7 separate regions of the Mus musculus genome follow, and regions 2, 3, 4, 5, 6 and 7 are each linked to region 1. The links are chromatin contacts, called in public ChIA-PET, HiCAR-type, HiChIP or PLAC-seq and promoter capture Hi-C maps. All regions are on one chromosome and are shown on one strand. The core of a region is the stretch at or near the end of the contact, and the rest is flanking DNA. Distances in the headings are between cores, read along the strand shown. Region 1 holds the start of Arl6ip1 (ADP-ribosylation factor-like 6 interacting protein 1). Region 2 holds the start of Xylt1 (xylosyltransferase 1). Region 3 overlaps Xylt1 (xylosyltransferase 1). Region 4 overlaps Vps35l (VPS35 endosomal protein sorting factor like). Region 5 overlaps Xylt1 (xylosyltransferase 1). Region 6 overlaps Gde1 (glycerophosphodiester phosphodiesterase 1). Region 7 overlaps Xylt1 (xylosyltransferase 1).

What was found. Promoter capture Hi-C pulls out the DNA fragments that hold promoters and counts their contacts. ChIA-PET counts read pairs in DNA pulled down with a chosen protein or histone mark. HiCAR-type assays count read pairs that join an accessible place to other places. HiChIP or PLAC-seq counts read pairs in DNA pulled down with a chosen protein or histone mark.
Region 2: an RNA polymerase II ChIA-PET map of memory CD8 T cells shows a contact between it and region 1, with 26 read pairs. The contact joins the promoter of Xylt1 here to the promoter of Arl6ip1 in region 1. A contact is called at or near these places in 5 of 39 promoter capture datasets (the HPC-7 cell line, neural stem cells, neutrophils and 2 more), 7 of 115 datasets of contacts at active chromatin or transcription factors (effector CD8 T cells, embryonic basal ganglia, embryonic forebrain and 4 more) and 1 of 9 other capture datasets (adipose tissue).
Region 3: a contact with region 1 is called in an RNA polymerase II ChIA-PET map of effector CD8 T cells, with 20 read pairs. The contact joins the enhancer-like site here to the promoter of Arl6ip1 in region 1. A contact is called at or near these places in 3 of 39 promoter capture datasets (cranial neural crest, pre-B cells and stem cell-derived epiblast-like cells), 1 of 484 Hi-C or Micro-C datasets (CD4 T cells) and 9 of 115 datasets of contacts at active chromatin or transcription factors (bone marrow-derived macrophages, effector CD8 T cells, embryonic basal ganglia and 5 more).
Region 4: a contact with region 1 is called in a promoter capture Hi-C map of liver, with 2.7 times the contacts expected there. The contact joins the enhancer-like site here to the promoter of Arl6ip1 in region 1. A contact is called at or near these places in 2 of 39 promoter capture datasets (the 3T3-L1 cell line and liver) and 3 of 115 datasets of contacts at active chromatin or transcription factors (bone marrow-derived macrophages, embryonic stem cells and pro-B cells).
Region 5: a contact with region 1 is called in a HiCAR-type map of astrocytes, with 2.5 times the contacts expected there. The contact joins the enhancer-like site here to the promoter of Arl6ip1 in region 1. A contact is called at or near these places in 1 of 39 promoter capture datasets (hippocampal neurons), 4 of 115 datasets of contacts at active chromatin or transcription factors (astrocytes, bone marrow-derived macrophages, embryonic forebrain and 1 more) and 1 of 9 other capture datasets (adipose tissue).
Region 6: a contact with region 1 is called in an H3K27ac HiChIP or PLAC-seq map of microglia, with 4 times the contacts expected there. The contact joins the enhancer-like site here to the promoter of Arl6ip1 in region 1. A contact is called at or near these places in 4 of 39 promoter capture datasets (the C10 cell line, the HPC-7 cell line and liver), 2 of 484 Hi-C or Micro-C datasets (the C10 cell line and liver), 3 of 115 datasets of contacts at active chromatin or transcription factors (bone marrow-derived macrophages, microglia and pro-B cells) and 1 of 9 other capture datasets (adipose tissue).
Region 7: a contact with region 1 is called in an RNA polymerase II ChIA-PET map of memory CD8 T cells, with 61 read pairs. The contact joins the enhancer-like site here to the promoter of Arl6ip1 in region 1. A contact is called at or near these places in 2 of 39 promoter capture datasets (hippocampal neurons and pre-B cells), 2 of 484 Hi-C or Micro-C datasets (CD4 T cells and natural killer cells), 4 of 115 datasets of contacts at active chromatin or transcription factors (astrocytes, large pre-B cells, memory CD8 T cells and 1 more) and 1 of 9 other capture datasets (liver).

The regions. Positions count from the first base shown.
Region 1 is chr7:118,128,320-118,130,987 of GRCm38.p6, reverse strand. Arl6ip1 (ADP-ribosylation factor-like 6 interacting protein 1) reads left to right here and starts at 1,363. Exons shown (of 6, transcript NM_019419.2): 1 at 1,363-1,519. The coding sequence starts at 1,484.
Region 2 is chr7:117,379,624-117,382,291 of GRCm38.p6, reverse strand. It overlaps Xylt1 (xylosyltransferase 1), which reads right to left and starts at 1,313. Exons shown (of 12, transcript NM_175645.3): 1 at 772-1,313. The coding sequence starts at 1,113.
Region 3 is chr7:117,427,724-117,430,391 of GRCm38.p6, reverse strand. The region is part of intron 1 of Xylt1 (xylosyltransferase 1); the gene reads right to left. Among named protein-coding and RNA genes, the nearest start is that of Xylt1, 48 kb to the right of the region's middle. Within about 2 kb of position 1,296, at least 152 of the 459 cell types and tissues checked have an H3K27ac peak or open chromatin away from gene starts, as enhancers often do. A contact at or near this core is called in bone marrow-derived macrophages, effector CD8 T cells, embryonic basal ganglia and 3 more, where this site is marked.
Region 4 is chr7:118,818,492-118,821,159 of GRCm38.p6, reverse strand. All of the region lies in intron 26 of Vps35l (VPS35 endosomal protein sorting factor like), which reads right to left. Among named protein-coding and RNA genes, the nearest start is that of Gm26147, 13 kb to the left of the region's middle. Within about 2 kb of position 1,344, at least 11 of the 459 cell types and tissues checked have an H3K27ac peak or open chromatin away from gene starts, as enhancers often do. A contact at or near this core is called in liver, where this site is marked.
Region 5 is chr7:117,508,845-117,511,512 of GRCm38.p6, reverse strand. The region is part of intron 2 of Xylt1 (xylosyltransferase 1); the gene reads right to left. Among named protein-coding and RNA genes, the nearest start is that of Xylt1, 130 kb to the right of the region's middle. Within about 2 kb of position 1,327, at least 31 of the 459 cell types and tissues checked have an H3K27ac peak or open chromatin away from gene starts, as enhancers often do. A contact at or near this core is called in astrocytes and oligodendrocyte precursor cells, where this site is marked.
Region 6 is chr7:118,689,455-118,692,122 of GRCm38.p6, reverse strand. Gde1 (glycerophosphodiester phosphodiesterase 1) reads left to right here. Exons shown (of 6, transcript NM_019580.4): 5 at 329-540. Among named protein-coding and RNA genes, the nearest start is that of Gde1, 15 kb to the left of the region's middle. Within about 2 kb of position 1,337, at least 18 of the 459 cell types and tissues checked have an H3K27ac peak or open chromatin away from gene starts, as enhancers often do. A contact at or near this core is called in microglia, where this site is marked.
Region 7 is chr7:117,612,642-117,615,309 of GRCm38.p6, reverse strand. All of the region lies in intron 5 of Xylt1 (xylosyltransferase 1), which reads right to left. Among named protein-coding and RNA genes, the nearest start is that of Gm34762, 150 kb to the left of the region's middle. Within about 2 kb of position 1,304, at least 68 of the 459 cell types and tissues checked have an H3K27ac peak or open chromatin away from gene starts, as enhancers often do. A contact at or near this core is called in memory CD8 T cells, natural killer cells and thymic regulatory T cells, where this site is marked.

The DNA.
Region 1 (2,668 bases), core at 114-2,613:
CTTAATTGTGAGTGAAAGCTCTGAAAGAAGAAGAGTATTTGCAAAGATCTTCTTCATTTGCAGTGCCAAAGTTCTGAGGAAGATTTGTGTTACGAGCTTCATCTTCTGACACATTTCAAAAGGTCACTTTGTGGTAGAAAAAGAGGTGTTTGTAACCTCTGAGCCATTTGGAAGGTTAGTGAGAGCTGGATTGGGACCTGGGACTGGCCTAAACTTAAATTTTACTTTGGGAACACCGACTAAACTAAGCTTTCTGGGGCAGTAGCCAAGTTGCCAAGGAAAAACTTATTACTCTGCCCTCTCTTAGCAAAGTGACTGCTCCTGGTACCACCAAGATGGGCACCTCATTGCTTGGTAGCAGCTGTTTGGGTCCTTTTGTTCTCAATACTGAGGAGAAGGAGGGAATTCCAGGCTTTACAATTTTTGACATGATTTCTGTATCAACCGAAGTCATAATATCCCCCCCCCGCCCCGCCCACACACAATGAGCGTCCTTCCTGGTCAAAACTGTTGTCTGTACCTTCTAGTACTTTCCACAAGTTCTATGACAAATTGTATGCCCCTTTGACAGAGCCACCATAGGCCAGGAAGGGACCAGGCATATTTAGGAGCACTATGTGATCTCTCACATTTCTCTTTAACCTCCAAGGCCTTTAAAGAACCTGGGAATTAAGGAACGAAGTGTTTTTAAAAATAATTTAAAATTAGTTGAAGGTCGTATTTAGCCTGGCTTCCCCATACATCCATTAATCTATCAGTCTGAAGCCCTCCAACATCCGAATTGCTCCTCTACTCATCCATCCCTCCGAATGAAGCGCTCCCCTAGCTACCTGAAGTACTCATAGATTATCAAGTGAAGCACCCCGCAAATGATTCCCCCAAAAACTGGCTGCAAATGAAGCCCTTTAAGAGTTTGTGCATCTTCCATGTTCTCCAAAGGCCAGAGCTGGGGAGAAGGCACAGACAGCGCTCACTTGGGGCAGCCAATACTTCAGTCAGCAGGTGCCACAGCAACCTAAAGCGTCCTTGCCCTTCCAGCCTCCGCATAGGATGCCATTGCGCATCCCCTGCGCAGCTGAGCGGACAGGCGCCTGAGCGGTTTTGATTTCCAGCAGAAGAGCTAGGGACTAGAGAGGCCCCAGGATTTAGGAAGATCTGGGTGAGAGACTAGGTACGGCGGTTGAACCGCTTCCTTCCGCTCCGCCTCTCGAGGGCCACACCCCTGCACTCTGATTGGTCAGAGTCTTTCAGTTTCGCTCTCCTTTGACCTGGATTTCAAGTCATGCGCTAGCTGCCGGTTGGCCCGACTTCCCAGAAGCCGGAGTGCGGTCTACCCAATGAGGAGCGAGTTTCGCGAGGGCTGTCGGGAAAGGCAGCTAGCCTATATAAGCAGACTGCGGGGCGTTCCCCCGCGCTCGGGTTGCCTTGCTGGTGTTGGGGGGATAGTGTGTGTTCGCTCGTTGATAACCGCGAGTCTGGAACGATGGCGGAGGGGGATAACCGCAGCAGCAACCTGCTGGTGAGTTGCGGTGGTCAGTCTGTCCCCGGAGTTTCCGGATGGGCCTCCTGGCCTCGGTGGACTACCAGGGACAGCCAGGCCTTATCTCCACGGTGGAGGTCGCTGCTGGCGATCCCCAACGTCCCCCGGAATCCTGCACCATAAGGCTTGGGCCGTGCGTGAGGAAGTGTGAGAAGGGGGCTGTGGCAAGAAGGAACCTGGGTAACAGGTTGGGGCACTCGGCCGCCAGGGGCCTTGTCTAGCGCTCCGGCTCAGGCCGGAGACCTACCTGTTTTGCCCTTTGATCTTAATCTCATGTTCCGTAGATTATTTTTAATCATGATTCTTTTTCTCCTAAAACTTGGCGCAAGGGTGGAGGGTCAAAGGGCTGCTACAGAGAATTAGTTTATCGCTGACACAGAATTTGTTGGAGCTGGCTGGTTGGAGTTCACCGCAGGAAGCTGAAAACGGGTTCTGCGGAAAGGACAGTGGGGGATCCTGGCACTTGTCTGGGAACTGGCGAGGGACTCACGGGACTGGATGCAACTTTAAAAATGATTTAGCACGGATTTGACGGAGCTACACGAGATGATGGTATTAGAAGAGGGCGCGTTTGCTTCATTACAGGTCTTTGTTTTTGGTTAGGTCTTTGTTTTTGGTTTTTAAGGCTAGGTTTTCGTGTAGCTTGACGAGGCTAGCCTTGTATTTGTCATCCTCCTGTGCTGGGATTACAGTTGCGCATCACCAGGCCCTGCTAGTTTCAAATTTTTAACTGCATCACCCACCTAGGCAAGAACGAAAGATCTTTTTTTTTTTTTTTCTGTATTGTCATTCCCCAGAAAAGGCAGGCCATATCAGAAATGAAAAAAGCAATCAGCTTTTAATGCCTGCCTTTTTAACTGCTAAGTGCCGACAAGATTCTTCGGGACAGTTTTGATTAGTGCAAGATTTTCAGTTTGTATTTGTGTTTAGAGGTGCATTCCCTGTATCCTTAAATTCCCTACACACACACACACACACACACACACACACACAGTACCATACAATAGAGATGCTTACCCTGTACCCTTAAACTCCTCCTACACAATACCAGCAAACAATTCAATAAGAGGATTAATTGCTGTACAAGGAAACTATCATGGGAGAGGGCCTGATCACTACTATTTCCAT
Region 2 (2,668 bases), core at 64-2,563, 750 kb after region 1:
AAGACAGTTTCAGAGACCTGACTATTCACATCCAAGAAGAGCAAAGCACACTGGGAGGTGTGGTGATAGCGTGGCCAGACAGACAGACAGTAAGTGCAACTGACCACCCATGTCAAGTCAGAGACAGCCAGCTGGAACTAAGGGGCAATACCTGGAGGTGAAGTCAGGGAGGGCAAGAAATGGCAAGGTTAGGGACTGAGGAAGGTGGGGACTGGGGAAGGTGGAGAGAGAAGTAGATTCCCAGAGGGGAAAACAGGACCCAAAGTCAGATCAGGCTTGCAAGACCCAGTGTTGATTTGGGCACCAGGGACATGGTGGAGGACTTAACACACTCATTCTCAGCCCACAGCAAACAGCTCAGACCAAAGAGGCTGCGTGGAGAACTACCCTTGAGCAGCGGCTGAGGATCCGGTCACGATCCGATGCACGTACTCGAGTGGAGAGTGAGGCATCAACGCCCCCACCCAGAGAGCAAGTAGGACGCCCAGAAAGAGTGATAGGAAACAGGACCCCCTAGAAAGCGAGTCTCTTCTGGAGCTCACTTTCCAGACCCCAAGGGGGCGGTCCTCAGACTCCGCACAGAGCAGCGCGGCTCAGTGCACGACCCTGCAGCTGCCCAGGGCAGCCAGGGCAGTCAGAGGCAGCCAGGGCGCAGAGTCCCTTCGGATATCGGGACTTGTGTGGCCAAGACCAATGTGAGGCATGGGTAGGGTCGCCCATCTGTCTCTCTGTCCGCGGGGCTCGAGATCCCCTTCCCAAAGGGCACCTTACCCTCGCCCGGGAGGCTAGTGCCCCGCGGCTGGCAGGCTGCTGTGCGCGGGCTCCTCCGGGGCCGCCTCCCCGTGCTCCTCCTCCGCCGGCTCGGCCTCCAGGTCCTCCGCGGGCTGCGGGCAGATGGGCAGCCAGGTCCCTGCGCTCCCGGCGCGGGGCCGCGGGCTGCTGCTGCTCGGCTGCTCCCGCCGCTGCCCCCGCGCGCCGCTGCTCTCCAGCCCCGGAGTCCAGGCTGCTGAAATTCCACACCACCAGCGTCTGCAGCAGCAGCACCATGAGCGCCGCCAGCAGCGCCGAGTGCGAGCGCCGCGCCAGCCTCCGGGCGCACGGCGCCGCCACCATCTTCCGCGGCGGCCCGGGGCGAGCGGGGTGCCGGGACACCCCGGTGCGCGCTCTATCCCGGGGGCTCCGCGCTCGGGCCCCGCCGACGTCGCCCGGGCTCGCCGCTGCTCCTCCTCCTGCTCCTCTCCTCCACCACCTCCTCCTCCCTTTCCTCCTCTGCCGCCGCCGCCGCCTCCTCCACCGCCGCGGCGCGGAGTTTTCAGACGGGCAGGGACCCGGACGTCACCAGGAGGAGGGGAAGGCGGGAGGCGGGCGCGGGGAGGCCGCGGAGGGGGCGCGGCGCGCGCGCGCGGGGACACGGCTCGGAAGGGAGCTGGCCCCTCGAGATTCCCTTTTCCCTGGGTCAGGGTCCCCAACCCAACCCCCAGGGTTCTAGGGCGGGCGTTAGGGGTACCAGGGCTGGGGAAGGGGCCACTAGGGACGCGGGCCCTGAGCAGAGGGCGGGGCCTGGAGGAGGAGCCGAGGGCAGCGTGGGGAGGAGAAGGTGAGGGAGGGGGTGGAGGCGAAGGAAGCAGACAGACACCCCCCAGAACAGGCGTGGGAACAAGGTACGGGTGCGAAAAGGCCGGTGCAAGGGGTAGAGAGACGGAAAGTGGAGGATAGAAGAGTCAACAGGGCAGCTCAGCTTGCAGAGGTCAGGAAAAGGGAAAGAAGGGTCCTGAGAGTCTGTGTTCCATGTGGCAGAAAACTGGAGGCGGAGTTGCAGGAGGCGCGGAGTTTTCCGTCCCGGCATCTTTGGCTGCACAGAGAGAAAACCTTGGCAGGTGGAGATGGGAGAAAACGTAGGAGTGTCACAGGTCCTGGCTCTTGTGCAGCCTGGGATTCCTGGATCACTGACTGAAACGATGGGGAGGAGGTTCTCAATGACTCGCCGAGGTTAATCAGCACAAGCACTGCGACTTCTGAGTCACCCCCCCCCCCTTCCAGGGCCAACCAAAGATTCAGGGCTCATTGACTCACTTCTCTGGTCCCCAAAGACTCACAATCCAACATCCTCCAAATCCAGTTGGCAAGTGAATGCTTTGGTGGCTAAAGAAGTTTTCCAACCCTCCCTGGCCACAAGCTGAAGTCTCCCTCCCAGCCACAGAGCCTCCCTCCCTTAACGCCCTTCTTACCATCCGCCCTCCTGATGTCTGACTTGCTGTGTGCACTAGATTCAGAGCTGGGTCAGCCCAGCCTTGCTTTATAAGGAGAAGCATTTTCCTGGACTGACTGGTGACCTTGAGCCACCAAGACTGTCCCCCTTGACCTTGTTCTGAGCTCTGTCAGTGAGAGTTTGGAAGGAATAATCTCTCTGAACTCAAACTTCATCCAGCTCTCTCTGACTCAGTCTTATAGACTTCCCCTTTTGATACATAGCATCTATTAATGTCTGCATGTGAATGGGACTGATGTCTACCTATGTCAGTGAGCTGGGGACTTACAGCGAATTCTTGGTCTTTTGTCTCCTGCCCTTTTAAACATCACCCTGGTTTGTAAAGGGAAGCGAGTGGATATGTACAGAATCTATCAGAGAGCAAGGCCAACAGTGGCGAGAAGTGGACCCTTCCATCCA
Region 3 (2,668 bases), core at 47-2,546, 700 kb after region 1:
TATAGCCAGAAGGGACAACTGAGGTGCATGCATTGGGCTCATCACAGGAGGGCGATCAGATGCCTACCTGGATTTGTGTAGTAGCTGGAAGCTGAGGATAGAAGTTAAATGGAAGCTCCGGGACCTTGAAGGCCCCTAATGGAGAGCTTCATCCTGAAGACTGATAGACACAGCTAATTCAGCCTGTGACCCAGGCAACCCACAGCTGACAGGCAGAAGGAGCATCAATGAGAAGGACATTTTCCTCTCAGCACTGTACTCTTACAATGTCCACTCAGACTTCCTGAATGGGCCTCGCAATGGGGATCGTGAGCTCCCTGCTGTGGCAGGCTGCATTCTTAATTGGCAGGTGGCAAGAGCAAACTAGCTTCTGTCACCTTGACTTTCAGGGCACAGGTGAAAAGGAATCCAAAACTGAGTTGTTCCCCACAGCTGCTGGATTTGAGGGCCTGTATCATACTGGGAGAGTTCACCTTCTTAAGGCCACCCCAAAGCCTAAGTCCAAGGCGACCCTTCACATGACAGATCACGTGTATAGCACTGGTGGGGTGTAGAGGGAACAGGGTACAACACTGAGGCCCCTGTGAAGTGGACTAGGTGAATAAGTGCGGGACACATACACGTGCTCTACAAATACACACACATCACACACATTCATGTGCTCCACAAATATACATGCATGCTCTACACACTAACTCCTCACACACATACCGAGGATTCCAGAACCCATGGCTTGCCTCTGCCTGGACTCAAGCACATTCCCCACTCTATAGGCAGAAACCAGAGTAAAACCTATGTAAACAGATTAGGCACCATGGAGACTAACTGCCAATCTAACATCCAGGGCTCCGGGAGGATAAAAAAACAAAACAAAACAAAACTAAACTAGAAAAAAAAAAACAAAAAAACAAAAAAAAAGCAAAAAACAACAACAAAAAAAAACTCTTTGAGATTAGCAATTTTAGGGGAGAGGTGAAGAAGGCATTGTAAGAGCTGAAAACATCGAAGTTCATTTGGGACTTTGATGGGAAGTCAGTGGTCTCATTGCCAGCTGCCATGTTGGAAGGATAGCTCAGTGGAATAGCATCCTGCCAGTCCAGTGTGACTTTCTTTCTTAGACAAGGCCCACTAGACAGAGACTGGGTGTATCTACAGCAACAATGTTTAATCATTTTCTTCATGTTTCCCTTTGCCTCCATCTTCTGCCTTCACACAGAACTTGGTGCTTCCCCAGGGGCCCTGCCTGGTGTGTTGACTTCCCGTTTCTAAGGTAACAGAGAATAACACTCCTCTCTGAACTGTCACTCAAGGCTCAGTACAAACGGAGACCCAGGCTCAAGGGCAGACCCACGGGTAGCTCTTGTTATGAACACCCTGCTTTCTCTGCACCCCACCCCCCACTCCTGAGATTCATTCAGTGCCCACAGGAAGCCTCAACACACGTCCTACGAAATGAATCATTATATTTCTAGTCTGTTTTTTGAAGGGAGAGCATCTCTGCCTCATCATGACAGAACAGAAGCTTAGTGAGTCTGCAGACAGGAATACACAGTCAAGAAGACATCTGCTCTGGTGCGGGGAGGCCCCATTGTGGTATGGTGCCGGCTCTGTGTCGTAACTGTGCCATGGTGAGGGGAAGTGTGTATGCCAATAAAACTTTATTAACAAAAACAGACATAGGGCCAGATTCACCCATCTCTGCAGGTCCATGTGATACAATGGACTTTCAGTTCTGGAGTGAACATACTGAGGAGCTAATAAAACAGACAAAGTTTAAGTGGAGGTGACGCTCAGTGCCCCCTGCCTTATTTTTTCTGTCTGTGGTAGTGTGAGCCTAGGCCCCTGTGCAGCTAGGCAAGAGCAGTACCACCAAGCTATAGCCCAAGACCTCTTTTTACTTTACATTTTTAAGACAGAATCTCACTAAGCTACCCAGGCTGGCTTCAAACTTTCTCTGTAGCTCAGAACTTGGGACTTGTGATCTTATCTCAGTGGCCCGAGACCTTCAGGTATGTGTCACCAGGCCCTGGCCATTGCATGTTCCATTTTAAATAGCATTCATTGATTCAGTGCAAATGCTGTACAAAAAAAAGTTATGGTAAAAATGAACAAAAAGTTATGCAAGGGAGAATTTAATTCAGTGACCCTTTCCTTTGTACTGGAAGTTGAAGCAGGGGACTAGCAAGAAGGCTCAGTTGGTAAGGATGCTTGCTAGGCCTAAAGCTCCAAGCTCCGTCCCAGGATCCACACACTGAAAGGAAAAAACTGATTGTTACAATCTGTCCTCTGACTTCTACACGCAGGCTCTAGCACTTGCATCCAGTGCCCACACAAACAAACAAACAAATATACACATGTATTTATTTTATGTCTATAAGCCTTCTGCTTGCATATATGTCTGTGTACCACATGCATAGTTGTAAGTTACCATGTAGGTGCTGGGAATTGAACCTAGATCCTCTGAAAGAGGAACCAGTGAGCTTAAGTACTCCAGCTCCTAAAATAAGTATAATTTTGAAAATTGAGGGAAAGGACCCTGCTCCCTTCGATATAAGTGTGAAAAGCCTTTGGTCAATTTGTGGGAAGACCACTCCAGGGAAATCTAGAGCCACAGAAGGACCTCACTGAGCAGTTCCCCACCCAGGTCTCGGCAAGACTCTCTGGCTAA
Region 4 (2,668 bases), core at 95-2,594, 690 kb before region 1:
GGTTAAAATAAAACCATCCAGCCGGGCAGTGGTGGCACATGTCTTTAATCCCAGCACTTGGAAGGCAGAGGCAGGCAGATTTCTGAGTTTGAAGCCAGCCTGGTCTACAGAGTGAGTTCCAGGACAGCCAGGACTACACAGAGAAACCCTGTCTCGAAAAACCAAAAAAAAAAAAAAAAAAAAAGCCATCCTCCTGTCTCAGCCTCCACCTGCTGGGGATGCAAGTTTTAGCACAGCCAAGGCTACCTATACAGAGAAACCATGTCTTGGAAAAAAAAAGTGTATTGCTACTTCATAAGTGTAATTTTGCTACTGTTATTTATTGTAATGTAAATATCTGATATGCAGGATATCTGATATAGGACACAGGTCCCCCACCCTTAAAGGGCTCACTGCAGCCACTGTAGCAGAATCAATGAATTCCAGGCCTCAAAAAGTAAGGTAAATGGCTCTGGAGGAACAAAACCTGTTACTGACCTAGGATTGTACATGCAAGAGTACACATAGGTGCATTTACACACTCACAGACACAAGCATGTACACACACACACACTCACACTCACAGGAGCACACACCAGGTCCTGAAAACTAGATGTGTTGCAACCACAACATGAAGATGCCTTTGGCAAGGCCACAGGGTCCAGGGGCCAGCCGGCCACTGAGGTTTAATCCTGTTACTGGCCACCTGCGCGTCTGCAACAGACTCTGCTCTTAAAGCGACACGAGGGCCACTGTTTCAATGATGCCAAAACGGAGCAAGCTTTACACAAGTACAGATGCCTAGAGACATTTAAGTGGCATATTCATTATGGCTTAATTGTTACCACTGACAGCTTAATACAACCTTGTCTTCGCCACACGGATTCGGCTACATGCCCTTTCCGTTCGAGTTGGACATCAATATTTAATGTGGAGGTCCGCTGGAGACATACAAATTATTTCCAATTTTCATCATCACCGAACCAACGTTCCAAAGGGTGTCAATCTACACTCTCTCTCTCTCATCCCAAGAGTGTCCAGAGCTCTACACTGAGCCCAGCTTGCTTGGCTCCCAAGTTACCTCCTACGTGCGGGACAGGGCAGGTGTAGGGACTGTGTGTCCTCCCTGCAAAGCACCCAGAGGGCTGTGCATTGTGTCTGTGAGTAGCAAGCCTAGCTTTCCCTAAGCACTATGGATTAAGCATGGCAGCTCATATATTCAACCTCAGCACTTGGGAGACAAGGAGGGAAGGAGCTGAAGTTCAAGGTCATCTTTGGCTTTAGAGCAAGTTTGAGGTCAGCCTAGGCTACTGTGACAGTCTCCAAAAAAACCAAACCAAACAAAACCCAAACAACAACAGCCACCCAGGCCTGGGGAAATGAAACCTTAGATAAAGTGCTGGTTTATGAGGTCTAAAGACCTGAGGTCATCTCTCTAGCCCCGGTGCAAAGCCCAGCAGGATAGCCCAGCCAGTGCTTCTATGGTAGTTGGCAAAAGACCCTGCTTCAAAACAAGAATGTCAGCTGGGCATGGTGGCGCACACCTTTAATCCCAGCACTCGGGAGGCAGAGGCAGGCGGATTTCTGAGTTCGAGGCCAGCCTGGTCTACAGAGTGAGTTCCAGGACAGCCAGGGCTATACAGAGAAACCCTGTCTTGAAAAAAAAAAATGTCCTTTGACCTCATATGCACACCACACACCATGATATGTATGCATTTGCACCGCACATACACCATATAAACACACATATGGAGGGTTTTTCACAAGTGTATCAAACAGGCAGTCTATGATGACAGGCATTTAGTACCACATGCGTTTCGGATTTGGAAGGAAAGTATGTGTTGTTATGAGGGGACTGCTCTTAATAGCAGTGCTTTCGAGCCTCCATGAAAGACGAAGCCACGTAGCAGATGTCATGTGCAAACCACAAGCTTCCTTCTCACCTATAAAACGAAGACAACCTATGCAACCTAGTAATGCAGAGAGAACAACATGAGCTGTTTGCTGGGAGTCTGGCACTCTCTACAGTAAGGACTCGGCCTATCTTCTAAATTCCATCTTCCCACCCCTTCGAAGGGACTATCCTGCTTCTGGCCTCCAGGCCTTTTCTGTGTCAGGCGTTCAGTCTCTAGGATGGCCTCCAGGACACGGTGAGCACCCGGCCCTCTCAGGTTCCCAGTGCATCTGTTTTGTGAAGCTTTTTGGCTCTTCTCAGACAACTCATTCCCTTCTGCTCCAAGAGTCCTCGGGTACACAGTGAAAGACATTTTTTTACAAACTGCCCTATGAACTAACAGTCAACAGACTGGCTCTCCCTCACTACAGCAGGGGCTCTATGCGCATCTTCATTTCTGGTGCAATGTTTTGCATATGAAAAATGAGCAAGAAAGGCCAGCAAGAGGATGGAGGCCATGGCTGGAGTGGAGACTCACTTGTGCCTCTCTGAGGTTCCATCAGTAACTTTATTCCCTAGTCCCCACACTCCCTGTGGCTTCATAACATTGCCCACCTGGGAACTGCTCCAGCTCTGACCAGAGTCCTCAGGGTTGGGGACACAGTCACATCCACTGCAATCAAGGCTTTCCTCACAAGAGTTACAACTGCGGCACTCCACACCGATGCTGAAAGCCCAGCGAGTGACAGACAAGAAGCAGTTTTCTCCTTCAAAAGTGGCTTCTCACCTTCTAGA
Region 5 (2,668 bases), core at 78-2,577, 620 kb after region 1:
ATTAAAGAGGAGGGGACTCTACTGAGACAGATAGGCTTGACATGGGGTCATTAGACACTGCTTCCTGCCAACCTACAAGATCCTCAGGAGCATGGCTTTCTCTTTCCTGTTATCTCTTCCCATCATGTTACACACAGGGGCTCACCATACACAAACCTCATGCCAGAATGACTTTATTGCACGAACATGTTTTCCTCCTTTTTTGAGTGTATTTTCTTAGATAATTGTGGATTTACAGAAGGTTGCCATTATTGTGCAGAGTTCTAGGAGCCTCCAACTTGTGACTAGTCTAGGAGACTCCAAAGTGTGACACCTTACCTAACCTAAATGGGTGACAGTAAAACCAGGTGATCAACATCTGCTCAGTAGCATGAGCTAGACCAGATGCTTCTGTGGGTCTCATCAGATTTGTATGTTTTGGTTCATGTGGCATCATGTATAGCATTTGTGGCATGTGCAGTATGTGGGATGTGTGTGTGTCTGTGTGTAGAATATGTGGCTTATATGATATGTATGGCATGTGTGTGCAGTGCGCATGGTATGTATGTGTATATAGTGCATGTGTTCTCATGTGGTATGTATGTGTCATGTATCATGTGTGTGTGTCTGTGTGTGTCATGTATGGTGTGTGTGTATGTGACATGTTGGCATGTGTGTGAGATGTGTGTATGTGGCCTCAGTAGTGTTTGTGACATGTGGTGTGTTTGTGACATGTGTAATGTGTATGGCCTGTGTGGTGAGTGTGGCCTGTGTGGTGAGTGTGGCATGTGTGTTTGTGTGTGGTTTGTGTGCTCCAGGTAATCTTCACCACAAACACATAAATAGGACAGGGAGAAAGCAATGAGCACAGGGTCTGGGTAGGACAGAAATCCTGTTCCTACCCAGTGCGATGCGGTATTGCTTTAGCAAATCCTGGTATAAACTCATGGGTCCGAGATGCTGTTTGGACAACCTGACCTTCAGAATGACTATGGATGCTGCACATTCCAGGCTTAAGCCATCATCAGGGGCAGTTCCTGCTGGCCAAGGCTGAACAAGGGAGCTGAACATGAGCCCATGCACCCCACGCCTTCTCCCAATTGCCCAGCCCTGTCAGCCTTGGGCTCAAAGGCAGTCTGTCTGTACCCAGTACCTGGACTTGTGATGTCCTTCAGACTGCCCTGGGCTGCTTGCCAGCATCAAGAGTTGACAAATAATTGCTGTTCTGAATCTTGCCCCTGGCCCAGAGTGCTGGCAACCCCACAGAGGGCTTCTTATGAGACAGGAAGCCGGAGGCTGGGCTGCTCTGGCCTGGGCCAAGAGTGAGGCCCCTGACTACTGGGCCTTAAGAAGGTGGGTGGATGAAGACAGAGAGGAGGCTGTCATCCCCTAAACAAGGCCTCTCTCAAGGACTGCAGCCCTATCAGACAAAGCTTCCTTTTGCCAGCAGCTTTTACCATGCGCCTGACTCCCTGGAAGAGGATGCCCTGGTGCTTACAACTGTGCAGGAGGATGCTAGGGAGATGGCAATGCAAATATACGTGAGGATAAAGATCCACGATCCCACATAAAGCTGGGCAGGTGTGGTGTCTGCCTGTTCTCCCAGCACTGGGGTAGCAGAGTCAGGGACCCCTGCAGCAAGCTGGCTAGTTGGAATAGCTGAATCTGTCGGCTCTGGGTTCAAGTGAAAAACCCTGCCTCCGTGTATAAGATGGAGAGTGATGGAGGAAGACACATGATGTCAACACACACATTCACACATGAAATATACACACATAGACACATAGACACATCTACACACACATACGCACATGACATATGTAAACAAACATACACACATGTACAGGTATGCCATAACGCATGTATTCACATAGAAAAAAGAAATATACAGAGATGATGTCCATGTACTGACAGGTTGACTCAGCCCCAGGTAGGTGGCTTGGTTTCCAGCCAGCGTGGTGAGACTAGTGAATTCTTTCCTCTGTCCATGTGGCATTCTACTCTGGCCGCTACCATGGCACTGTTTGTAGGATGCAGGCAAAGAGGGTTTCCTTATTTCTGGCCAAAAACAACAACAAAATTTGAACCATAACAATAGAAATCTGAAAGAACCTGGACTGTGGCTTCACCTGGACAGGGAAGGATGCTGGCCATCGGGTCCTCTGAGCCTTGGTCCCCAACTGCAGGGCGTGGGTCATGTAGCAGGGATCTCCCAACTACCTAACAGAGAGCTGCATGTAGAGGGCAGAGCTTGCGGAGACCAAGGCAGAGTGTCTGCATGTAGTGTGTGTGTGTGTGTGTGTGTGTGTGTGTGTGTGTGTGTGTGTGTGTGTGTGTTTAGTGAATGTGTTTTATGTGCATGTGTATAGGATATATTTGTGTGCATGTGTATGTGTGGTGCTCAGTGTATGTGTGTGTACTGAATATGTTTGTATGTAACTGTGAGGTATGTTGAGTATGTTTGTGTGTGCATGTGGGGTGTGTTTGTGTGTGTGTGTGTGAGGGGGTGAATGCCCATGAGTGTGTGCAGGAGCATTGTTTGTGCTTGCATGTGGGGAGCCAAGAGGAGGCTGTCCAGTGCCCTGCTCCGTCACTCTCTACCTATCTCGTGAGATAGGGCCTCTCACTGAGCCTGGAGCTAGGCTGATGGCCAGCAAGCCCCAGGAGCAGGGCCACACACATGTGTACA
Region 6 (2,668 bases), core at 88-2,587, 560 kb before region 1:
TTGGCATTTTCTCTCCCTCTCACTTGCTGTGTGTTTCTGACTACACCTAGGGAGGGCCTCATGCCTGCCACCACGCTGAGGCTGGGCTCCCTCGGCAGCCAGGTTCTCTCTGTTTGATAGGGCAGTTCCTGTAGGACTGTGAGGAAGAGGCCCTCAATTGTAGTGGGCGTTGCATACCTACATCTACTTTGTTTCTCAAAGGACTTGTGAGAGATGGCAAACGTGGTCGCTATGGGGCCCTCATCAAATGAATATTTGGTAAATCTAAAATTTTTAGAAATTATAGACTTAAGAGATGATCATTTTCTTTTCCAAAATTCCTTTTCAGATGAGACAAACGGATCAGAAGGTAATCACAGCCCTAACTCACAGGCCTTGGAGCCTGAGCCACACTGGAGATGGGAAGCCTCGCTACAGCGTCTTTTGGAAGCAGTCTGTGTTTGTGGTGTTGGACATCTTGCTGGACTGGAGCATGCACAATGTCTTGTGGTACCTGTGTGGGATTTCAGCCTTCCTCATGCAGAAGGATTTTGTCTCCCCGTAAGTTAGAAGTTTTTGTCTCTTGGCTTCTGGTGTCCTGGGTGCTTTTTCTGGAAAGGAGGCGTTAAAGAAGTGGGCAGACTGAGTTGTTTGTGACTCATGGGTCCCCTGGCCTGTAAGTTAGAGCAGTGCCAGCTGCTGGAAGTGTGTGGGAAGATGTCAGACATGGTTCATTGATTCACAACAGGCTAACCAGATACTCTGTTTCATTAGTTTGTTTGTTTACTGCTTGTATGTGTAGTGTTTGTATGTGTGCTGTATGTATGTGTAGTGTTTGTATGTGTGGTACCTGTATGTGTGGTGTGTGTTTGTATGTTGTATGTGTGGGACTCACTGATGGAGCTGGTCCTGTGAGAAGCTACCTTTTCCTCAGGATCTTCTCCAGCTCCTGAGCACTGGGACTATAGATGGTCTGTGATGTCTCCCAGTTTTTATGTGGCTGCTGGACACCCAACTCTGGTTCTTGAATGACAAGCATTTTTTATTATGTTTTAAAAGTAAATTACAATTTATAACATATTAATCATGTAATATGTCAGCAAGTTCTTGCTCTCCGTGTAAATGTGTGTGGCAGAGCTGATGCATCATAGCCCACCTCATCAAACAGGGTTTCTCTGTGTAGCTCTGCCTGTCCTGAAGCTCACTCTGCAGACCTCTGGCTTCAAACCCACAGAGATTTACCTGCCTCTGCCTCTCCAGTGAGTGCTGGGATTAAGCTTACACCACCGCCCAACCCCAGTCCAGTGTTGTAAAGCATTTTTAGAAAGTGGTGACATTGCACTGCTTGTGATTGGCTCCCTTGGGAAACTAGACGGAGGGAAGTGCCACAGCGGAAACCGCGTATGGCCATGGCCTTCTAGCTCCCATCCTCCCTTCTGCTTGTCTGTTCTCTCGCTTACTGACATCTCTGAGCTGTCTGTGGCAGCCTTAGAGCTGTAGACGCACACTGTAGCTCCATCCGACTTCCAGCTTGCTATTCTGGCAGCCATTTGGCTATGGCCAACAGTGCTGTCAGGTGCTGCATGAGGAAGCGGAGGGTACAGTAGTGAAGAAGCAGAGCCGCGCTCTTTGCCTCCTTGACTTCCATGTCCAATTGGACAGGGATGCCAGTCCAGCCTTGAGTCTAGTAAATACAAAGCCACAGCTGAGGGCTGCCAGTGGGTAAGTGCTTCTGTGCGAGCTTTGGGGTCTGAGTTCACATTCCTAGCAGCCGGATGCAAACTGGCGCAGTAGCATGTGTGTGGCTAGAGCAGCAGATTCTGGGAATCAGTCTAGCTGGAGCTTCGATCTCCGGGTTCATTGAGACACCCTGTCTCAAATCTAAGATGAGAACAATAGTGAAAGACAGCGCCATCAACAGCTTCAAGGACAGCAGTGCATAGGCCTTGTATTCTGATCTAGTTTCGCACAGGGAGGTGTCCCAAGGAAGAAGGAGGGGAATGGTAATTGTTACCACGGTGGCACAGGCCTGAAAGTCAAGCAACTCTGGAGGCTAAAGCAGAAGGATTGCATGTTCAAGGGCAGCCCGGGCTCCAGTGAGAGCATAAAACAGAAGTGAAGAGACGCTGCGGTACAGTTGAGGATGACTGCCTCCCTGCGTGCCCGAGGCCCAGGGTCACACTCCAGCCTCTCTATCAGCCAGCGGGTAAAGGACATCCAGGCCTGCTCTTGTCGGGCCAGTGCTGTGGGAGCACGTGAGGAAGTGGGCATGGTGGAGGTGGGAGGCTCACACCTGGGTCTCTTTACCTGGCCTCACCAGAGTGGTTACCTGGCATCTTCCTTGAGGATGTCTCAGCTACACGCCAAGGTAGCTCATTTGTCTTGAGAAATTACCAGTTCTGGAGTGGGGGCTGTGAGCCTTTTGTCTGCCTGGAAGTCACTGAATCATCTTGAATCACCTGTAAATCTGAGAAAATGTGGTTGTTCTAGGCTTGCTGTTTGAAGGTATGTTTCTGGTTTGTGTCACAACAGCTGCTTTTATATTGTGACCTTTCCCATACCTGGGGACACTCAGGACTTCTCAGCTTTTCACCAGATATGGGACAGGGTGCCAGGAGCAAACTAAGCTCTGCCTGTGAACTGCAAGGAAGAAAGCGTTGAGGGAGGGTGTAGAGCGCTGTTCTTCCCC
Region 7 (2,668 bases), core at 55-2,554, 520 kb after region 1:
AACCCACATGAGTTTGGTGTGATATGTCTTGCACTTTATGGGCTTCGGAACTCTCCCTCAGGGGCAGGCCAGTGTGCTGACTGCCTAGCAAGGCACATGTTTCTTATGGTCAGACTCTGCCCACTACAATTTCGGGACTATTTGACTTGAAGCTTTCTAACTGTTCAGCCTCTTCCCTAACAGGTCCTGTCCTATGCCACATGCCTGTGACAGCAGTGGGTGACAACAACAGTCACAGTATAGCAAGGTCCTCGTGATACGGAGTGAGTCGCCAGCAATGAAAGGAATCATGAGACACATACCCAAAGCATCCCACAGAGACTGTGGGGACTGTCCCTCCCTCCATGCAAGCAGCAGGCTGGAGAGCCACCTGGATAATAAAACCCAATCGCTGCTAATTGGATTTACCTTTTTGTTACTCATGAAAATGATGTGGCACTAAAACATGCTCATTGCATTTGAAGGGACCTGCAAATCACTTTGCAAAGCCTTGACACATTCACAGAGCATTTGGGAGAAACACATTTCTCATTTTAAACACACGTATGCCATCTGAAGAGGCCATTTATCTGATGTTCCATCAGTGAGAACTCTGAACACGCCAGCCCTTCCTCAAGATGGCTGTAATGGCAAGGTGACTGACAGGGATCAGCACCAAGGGGCCTGGTTGGTTCTGAGGCTGCTAGAAGCATGAACAAATAAAACTGTAGCCTGCTGTGGTAGCACATGCCTGCAAGACCAGCACTCTGGAAGGTGATGAGAAAAGATGGCATGAGGCCAGCCTGGGCTGTGTAGTGAGATCCTATCTCCAAACAAAATATTTAAATATGCTGTTCAGTTTGGTTTGGATACATACATACATGCATGTCCACAAGGCACACACACGTGTATGTGAAGTCAATTTGTTAATTACAAATTAATTCTCTGTAATCTGGCTGTTATGAGACATATCAAGTAAGTATCCTCTTCGATTAGACAAATTCTAGCTTCCCATATGTCCTAGTCAGTTTAACTGTCAACTTGACACAGCCTAGAAAGGTCTGAGGAAGAACTTGTAGTCCTTCTATGAAAACCCTTCTTCTGTTAGTATCATCACTACGTCAGCAGAACTGGAGTCTACAATGACTTAACTCCCAGACCACCATATAGTTTGGATACTGGCTGAGGGTGGGGCTGAGCTCAAAGGGCTGGTGACTCTCCACTGCTCACCTTGCCCTTCTTGGCCAGCCCACTACGTCTACCAGCTTGTCAGAACTGGATCAAGGTTACAGTGTCTCCTGAGGCAGACAGGAAGCCACATACACTTCTACAGAAAACAAACCCTGTGGCCACCCACCTCTGCAAGCTTTGTACAGACACAGATGTCTGCTTCAGAGAGTCTCTGATAGACCAGAATTGTTACTTCCTGTATGGTCTCCACCCACACGTTCTCAAGGGTATTTGTTTACCTCAGAGCTGAATCGAAAATTTAAGAGATCAGAGTCTGTAAGTAGAGAGTTCAGGCCTTGAGTAGGTAATGTGGCACTTCTTGGGGACAGAAGATTTTAGAAAAAAATTTTCTTTTAAAAAGAATTTATCAGATCCATCAGTGGTTATCAGACTGCAGCCCCCAGACCCCAACCTCTTCCAGGCAGCTGTGGCCTCAGGACATCTGGCCCAAGGCTTCTCTGTAGAATACACAATTCTGTCTGTTTCTACACTGGCATAAGTCATGGGAGAAATTTGCATTGAGTAAAAAGGTTTAGAGGCTTGCAATAAAAGTTCCACAACCATAAAAGCCTAACTCTTTTTATATTTTTAGGAAAGAGGGACGATGACAATTTTTTTCCTTTTGAGTAGCAGTACTTCCTCTAGAACATGGGGAATCCTACTATAACATGGCAAACATGGCAGCTTGGAGGGTAAAAGGGAGACTCCAGACTACGCTGTCAGCACAGGCCCTGGGAAGAGAGGGCCCACTCCATGCGTGTTAGCTCTGTTCTTTTCAGTGTTAGGTTGCCTTTCTTTGCCTTCCTCTCCACCCTGGCTTGCCTGCTCAGTGTCTAGACTTACTGTGCGCTCTGCTCTCTTGGGAGGTGTGGTTCCCCAGCCTCTCAAGAGGCCAGGCTCTGACTTGAGCATATGCTAAGTAGATGCTCTGTGCCTCCAACTGTGCTTTCTGGCTTCAGACGCAAATTCTGCTCTCTGCCACTGAGTTCCTCTCGAGTCAGGTGGAGCTATTTCCACGGGAAAACTGAGCCCTGGTTGTTTGTCTAAATGTACGCGACCTGGTCCTTTGGTCAAGGTTACTCATTTACGGGAATCTCTATCTCTTCCAAAAGAGTTATTTACTCAGGGTCAATATCTTAGCCTGGCTCCCTGTGTGGTTCCATGGCAACCTACACAGTGTTTGCTAACAAAAAAAAAAATTTAGTAAATGCCATTAGGTGCCATATCAGAGAGCTGCGTTAAAGAAGCAATACTTCAAGCGCATTGATCATTGAGGAGCTATTTTCAGATCTCTGGATATTTACATGTCTGTACTGGGAAGAAGGCCATGCAGTTCATTGTAAAGCAGGGCATATACCAGATGAAGGCCAAGCACGCACCTGCTTTGTTCTTGTGGCTGTAATCTCATTCATTCCTTCAGCAAACATGAATGCTAGACTTACTATAAATCAGGACCTGT